Regions from separate parts of the Mus musculus genome. Here region 2 is linked to region 1. A link is a contact called in public HiChIP or PLAC-seq data. All regions are on one chromosome and are shown on one strand. The core of a region is the stretch at or near the end of the contact, and the rest is flanking DNA. Distances in the headings are between cores, read along the strand shown. Region 1 holds the start of Cct8 (chaperonin containing Tcp1, subunit 8 (theta)). Region 2 overlaps Gm32925 (a long non-coding RNA gene).

What was found. HiChIP or PLAC-seq counts read pairs in DNA pulled down with a chosen protein or histone mark.
Region 2: a contact with region 1 is called in an H3K27ac HiChIP or PLAC-seq map of acute myeloid leukemia, with 2.9 times the contacts expected there. The contact joins the enhancer-like site here to the promoter of Cct8 in region 1. A contact is called at or near these places in 4 of 39 promoter capture datasets (the C10 cell line, hematopoietic stem and progenitor cells, neutrophils and 1 more), 1 of 15 datasets of contacts at CTCF or cohesin (pro-B cells), 3 of 484 Hi-C or Micro-C datasets (bone marrow-derived DN3 thymocytes, bone marrow-derived macrophages and regulatory T cells), 23 of 115 datasets of contacts at active chromatin or transcription factors (the HPC-7 cell line, the SCID.adh cell line, acute myeloid leukemia and 14 more) and 2 of 9 other capture datasets (adipose tissue and liver).

What each region holds. Positions count from the first base shown.
Region 1 is chr16:87,494,245-87,497,598 of GRCm38.p6, reverse strand. It overlaps Cct8 (chaperonin containing Tcp1, subunit 8 (theta)), which reads left to right and starts at 1,730. Exons shown (of 15, transcript NM_009840.3): 1 at 1,730-1,870; 2 at 3,172-3,262. The coding sequence starts at 1,811. B130034C11Rik (RIKEN cDNA B130034C11 gene) reads right to left here and starts at 1,526. Exons shown (of 3, transcript NR_040375.1): 1 at 1,290-1,526.
Region 2 is chr16:87,775,537-87,779,051 of GRCm38.p6, reverse strand. All of the region lies in intron 4 of Gm32925 (a long non-coding RNA gene), which reads right to left. Among named protein-coding and RNA genes, the nearest start is that of Gm32925, 39 kb to the right of the region's middle. Within about 2 kb of position 1,496, at least 10 of the 459 cell types and tissues checked have an H3K27ac peak or open chromatin away from gene starts, as enhancers often do. A contact at or near this core is called in acute myeloid leukemia and memory CD8 T cells, where this site is marked.

The DNA of each region.
Region 1 (3,354 bases), core at 481-2,980:
TAACATTAATATAAAAATATAGCAGTGAACACTGAAGGCTAACATAACATTATTGAAAATGTCTCTCTTGAGGACTGATATTCTCAATTTTTTCCCCAAATATTTTATATGTGGCTTAGTGGACGACAAAGAGTGTAAGTGGCTCCTTGTGCTTTTCACATTCATACTGTGACATACTGAACACCCAGCAGGCCTTCACAGCTCCCCACAGGAAGAGGAGACAGCTCTGTATTACTATGAAAACACTTGCGTAGTCATGGGCCCTGAAAGGGCGTTGGAGAGCCTCGGAGGTGTCAAAACCAATCTTTGAGAACCACTGAACGTTTGCTCTGTCTTCCAATATAATTGGCTCACTTACCTTGTGTTCGGTGACAAGAAAGTATTTTCATGGTTACATTTTTTTTTCCTTTTTCTTTTCTTTTCTTTTTCTTGGATATTTTCTTTATTTACATTTCAAATGTTTTCCACTTTTCAGGTCTCCCCTTCGGAAACCCCCTATCCCATCCCCACTCCTCCTGCCTCCATGAGGGTGCTCCCCCACCCACCCACTCCCATCCTCCCACCCTGGCATTTCCCTACAAATGGTGCATTGAACACCCTAAGGCCTGAGGGCCTCTCTTCCCACTGATGTACAACAAGGCCATCCTCTGCCACATATGTGGCCAGTGCCATGGGTTGCTCCATGTTTAGTCTTTGGTTGGTTGTCCTGTCCCTGGGAGCTCTAGGGGAACTGGCCTGTTGACACTGTTGCTCCCTCCATGGGGCTCCAAACCCCTTCAGCTCCTTCAGTCCCATGGTTACATATTTAAAATGTTTAATAGAAAAAAAAATTGCAGTTGATAGTACGGTTGCAATTATGAGTCTGTCCCAATGTAAAGAAAATCTTAATTTCTCTATGTCCAACGACTCACCAAAGCGTTTCATATTTTTCTGCAAGGGCAGGAGATGCTTCCATTTTTTTGTATTTTTTTATTGTAAGAGTGTTTTACTTTCTCTATGAAGTTATTCTATTTACATAGAAATGTTTGTGAAAAAGATTCTGGGGGAGTAGAGAATATCTATATAGATATATAGATATAGATAAAGTGGTTAACTATTCCCACTTTGTAATCTGCCCATCTAGGGTAGAAATCGTCGCTGTAATATCTATTGGCCTGGTGACCTCTGCGTACCACTGAATTGTGGTTATCAACTTCCCTTCCATAAAATGGAGATTAATATTCATTCTTAAATTTGACCAATAACAAAGATAACTGCACTTAAGCAAACCGCTTAGCTCTGCTACGCACGTGCAGTCCACGCGTTGCAATCCTCCATGCTATTTCAAAGATCACCTTCGAGCCTTCAGTGCTTCCCAGTGACCAACACAGAGGATGTCCATTGGTAGTTTATAGGGGCGAGGGCGGGTGAGCTTGGAGAAGAAAAGGCTAACCTGCCCCGGTGCTGGGTCTGCAGGATTAAGTTTAAGTGAAGGATAAGACGTTGGGTGTCCGCCACCGAAATATCACAAGCCAAACGTCCTAACCAAAGTTTACTCATTAACTTAGGACAAGGGACACGAAGGGAGCATGCACGCTCTGGGTTCGGCCTGATCGTCCGCTTTGATCGGGAATCGGCAGATCAGGTCTGTCTGCTGGAACCTCTGGTTCTCGCGATATTTCAGAGACGCTGCAGGTTGAAGGGGCGGGGCGACCGGAAGTAGGGGGACGCGAGGCGGCGCCGAGGCCCATTCCCAGCAGGCAGTGCGCGGCGCCCCTTGCTTCCTCGGCGTCTCGGAGCGAGCGCGTGAGCGGTGGACTGCGGCCGAGCCATGGCGCTTCACGTCCCCAAGGCCCCGGGCTTTGCCCAGATGCTCAAGGATGGAGCCAAAGTAGGTGGCGTGGAGGGACTGTACGGTGGGAGGGTGGGTCTGCGCCTGTGGCGACCGCGACAGGCCTGCGGGCGGGCGGCCGCGCCGCGATCGGGATGGAGAAGGTTCTAGAAAGGGAAGCGTGCTCTGGATGCCGGCTCGCTGGAACTGGTGGGCATTTCTGTTATTCCCCCGGCGGCTTCGGGTTTGCATCCCAGCTCCCCACGCCCCTGTCTGCGGCATGGAGCCCACGGGCGCCGCCCTTAACGCGAGCTGGCGATGCGTTAATGAACTTGGACGGAATTGGTAACGGGTGGTTGGAGGGCCGGGGATTGTAGGATGGAGATGACACGAGTCCGGCATGGTCACTCCTGGGCCTGCCCTTGGTTGCTTCCTTCCAGACACGTCCGATCCCCACTGCTCTACTGAAAACTCTCCTCTGGACGTTCTGTTTCCTTTACCTTTTCTGAGTTGAGACCGGGCCGAAGGCTGTTAACTGTCTTTTCACTCTGACTGTCCGATGTCGTAGCCTACAGGATAAATGAAGCCCCACCCCAGATCGAATAGGCCGTAGTTTCAGGAGTGATTTTTTTTTTTTTTTTAAAGCGGTCACATTGCTTATGGAGCGATTTGTCCTGAGTTCCCCAAGCTGCCAGATAACGTTTGTTTTGTCTTTCATATTTTTACAAGTTGTAGAAATAGCGGATTCTTAGCAGTACAGAGAGGTGGTGTCCCCTTTGTAGTGATAACTGGCATACTGAATGGATGTCAGGGCTTAATGTAAGTTAGTAAGTTCTGCAAATGACACTGTTAACCTTTTGAGGGGTAGCAACAGCTTCCAGTTTCCATCTTTTCCTCCATCACTCTGGCTGAGGACATGATACATTTAAAGGATTTCTGTCACAGGCTAGCATTTCAGCACAGAGATACTTTGTGTAAATCGGTACTGATGGAGGCTATAGTGAAGACAAGTTTTTTTAAAGTACCCCCATCCCCCAAATTTAGGTTAAAAGCTAGTACTAGTAGGCTGGGATTGTAGTTTAATGGTAGATTGCTTTCTTGTGTTCAATCCCTGGAAAAGGCAGAAGGAAGAATAGTTGTTATTTAGCTAGGTGAGTAATAATCTGCCAAGTAGGAGCTATTGATTATCCCATTAGTTTACAGATAGGAAAGAGAGCCAGGCCCAGTGGGGGAAACTGAGGCTGTCTGATGACTGCCTGTGTGATCCTGGCTGTTTCTTAGAAGCATACTCAACAGAGGTATCCTGCGGTAGAAAACTCTTAACTTGGTTATCATGCCTAAGCAGACATTTTCTTTTTCAGCATTTCTCGGGATTAGAAGAGGCTGTGTATAGAAATATACAGGCCTGCAAGGAGCTTGCTCAGACTACTCGCACAGCGTACGGACCAAATGGTAATGACCAAGTTCAGGCTGTGTGGTGTGACTGTTAGCGTAGAGAGCGGGCCTCACGTGTTTTATGGTCGGTGGCATTGATGTGCCTCTCA
Region 2 (3,515 bases), core at 247-2,746, 280 kb before region 1:
GGAGGAGAGGGAGTCATATTTCTGAGTTCGAGGCCAGCCTGGTCTACAGAGTGAGTTCCGGGACAGCCAGGGATACACAGAGAAACCCTGTCTCAAAAAAAAAAAAAGAAAGAAAGGAGAACATGACTGTTCCTAGGTTTGGTGGAGGAGTTTATTATAGACATGAGGGAGAACATAGCCAGAGGTAGAAACATCAGGGAACGTCCAGAGTAAACATGACCACGAGGTCAGTCATTTGAAGAGAAGGAGAAGGGGAGACAGGAGAGCAAGAAGACCAAGAGGCCAGGAAGATAAAGACTAAAAATAAGGACCTGAATTACAGAGGGAAGAACCCCACGGAGAAGGGTACCCCAGCTCCTGGGCTAGAGAGTTCAGGGTAGAATGTGAGGTATGCCAGACACACCCTGTAATCGGCAGGAACTGAGGGGTGCTAGGAGAATCGTGCAGCCAGGTCTGCTCTGATATGTTACATAGACACCTCAGTTAGCCTTTTGTCCAGGTTGAGACCTAACACAGCTGTGGGGGGGGGGGGGGGACACCTATAATGTCAGGAGGTAGAGACCTGTGTCAGAAAGTCAAGGTGACTTTCGGCTACACAGAGAGTTTAAGGCCAGCCTGAACTACATGAGACCCTGCCATAAATAAATAAATAAATAAACAAACAAACAAACAAACAGACAGACAGATGGTTTAACAAACACAAGAAACTAGAGTGTCCAGTCTCTCTACAGTGACTACCAGAAGTGACTATCACTCAGAAAAAAGAAGTTGACTGGTTACATTACAGCCAATCCAGTTGAGAGGAGGACTGGACCCTATGGGTGTGAAGACCCTTGATCTCGGCAGAAAGCAGCGAAGGTCCGAGGGGCATTTTATTTCCCACTTTCACTCTAGATCAATAAAGGGAGAGGAGGGAAGACAGGGTGCAAAGACCATAACCACTTCTCAGCTCTGCTACCCTGGAGTCCGATATTCTAATTCCAACTGTGAGTCTCCCTCCACAACACTCGGTGGCTTGCAGACAGCCCCTTTTCTTTCTAAAAGAAAAAATAAATACTTTGCAGTATTTGAGACACAAAAGAGGAAGGAAGTGGTACCGTCCACATGTTTTTCTGCCCTGTCAATCCCAAAGTTGGAGGGGGGGGTGGGATGGGGGGGAAGACCACCACCAGACCAAATCATCACGGCCAAATTAATTAAAGCAAGCTTTTTTATTCATGCACACGGGCTGCCTCCTCCTCAAGGAGGGATTCGAGAGTCGGCACTGGATGTGAAGACAAGGCTGATAGCTCAAGGGTAGGGGGTTTCTAATGGGGGATTTAGTGGGCAAATTAGGCAGGTCTCAGGAACAGAATCATAAGCATAGCGATAGTCATAGCAAGGCAGTCATAAGTGGCCATAAAATCTTCTGAAACAACGGTAGTGTTGCAAGATGGTTTTAAGATCCTTTGAAACAAAGATGCGGTTGCCATTTCCTGAGATGTGCAGTACAGAACCATTGGTAGTTGAGGTTACAAACGGGACATGGTTAAAAAACAGAGGCTTAGTCATACACAGGAATGAACCTAATCTGTCTTTGCTGTAAGATGGCTTTTAAGCCTAAAATGGAGGCAGGCTGGTTTTTCATTCCCTGTCATCTGGTTTAAAAAGTACTACTAGCCAGTCATATTCCAAGCCCCATTGTCCCAAAATCAGCATCAGCCTCAATTCCAAAGCCAGTCTCCTAAGTGTTTCCTTATACTTCAACAACAAAAGTATCCCAACAATACAAGTACCCCAAACAACTTTATGGGTACATTGTATAGTTCTTTTTTTTAGCCCCTATGTACAATTCTATCATTTCTATCCTTACACAGTCTATTTAGTGTATTCCTGATTACTGTGTATTCTTCTGCAAGCTGCTTTCTCAAACAGTATTATATTTATGTGGTTCCCTCATGAACATACTTGACTCAAGCTCCCTGTCGGCTGCGTGGTATGCCACCGTGTGAAACGCTACCTTACGTTACTCCATTTCACTCCTGATGGGCACGGAGGTTCTTCCTAAGTCTGTGCAACATAAGCCATTTGGGTCTTGTGTTTATGGGAAATATTTCCCAGGTGGTGTTTAGAGGAGTCGGTTTTCTGAGTCACGGCTCACTCGATGAATCTTCAGTAGCACTAAGTGTTGCAAATGGAACTCCAGGTGCCTATGCCGGCAGACCTGTGTTCCGCACAGTGGCAGCCAGAGCCTTATATCCTGGTCAGCAGCTAATGCTGTCAGATTTCACAGTTTCTGCCAATATGATAAGAGAGAGAATACCTCTCCTGGTTTCATTTCCTAACTTCCAGTGGCATTGAGCATCCTTTGGAGTTACCAACAGCCATCTGTGATATTCCGCTGTCTTTCTTTCTCACTGCACTTTCTTTGTTCAACCTCCTCACTCTTATGTAGAGCTACTATGGAGAATAGATAGTGCTCCTTTATTGATTATTCACTTTGTCTGTGTTTGTTCTTATGATATGCTTTTATGCCAAACTAATTAGCAAAATATTACTTACTACTATAGTATATACCATATTTATAATCATTTCTGTTTTCCTGTTTTATTTAATTCTGAAGTATTACATATTTTTTAATGTTCTAAATGTTTTGCATTTCCCTTTTTAAAATATTGTCTCAGAGTCAAGTTAGCTTGAGTTTCACGTGCAGTACAAAGGGTGCGAAATAGTGACTTGAAAACATGGGATCTGGAGCCAGGCTTAGCATCTCAGCTTCTTAGTCTGTCCTTTAATCTGTATGAACACACCTGATTCATCTCTAAAATAGGCAAAATAACACTAATACCTACACAGACAAGGAGTGAGTCCTACTTAGAATACCCAGAGGTACTTAGAACCCCTACCAACTTCACTGATGTGATTGTTAATGCTATTGCAGTGTTCATCACCATCACCACGTTATATGAGGCAGGGATCCCATTTTGACGCTGTCTGTGAGTAGTCAGCTTCCCACTCCTCTGTCACCTAAGCTACCCCACCTCCTGCTCACTGATCTAACAATGCCACTCTGTCATACATCAGCTTGGTGGATGCGGATGATGGCCTCAGTTTCTGTCTCTTCATTGGCCTATTTATTCTCCAGGGAACTTCAAACCCATGTGTACAACTCCCTAAAGATGCTGATCTTGTTTCTTCTTTCATCTATATTCCCCTCAACACTATTACTCTGGTTGTTAGAGAAATCTAAAGGGAAGTGATGCTGGTGGCTTCTTATGGCCAAAGTAACAAGCTACCATGGATTATGTGGCTTCAAATGACAGAGACTTGGTCACACAGCTCTGGAACCTGGAAGTCAAAAGGCAAGGTGTCAGCTGAGCCACAGTCCCTCTAAAATCTGCAAAAAAATTCCTACCTAGAATCTTCCCAGCTACTGGTGCTTTGCCGGCAATCTTGGGACCTTGGCATGTGACTGCATTGTCCCAATTCCCCATCTTCCCAAGGTCTCCTCTCTGTGTCCTCTCTGTAACCCTACA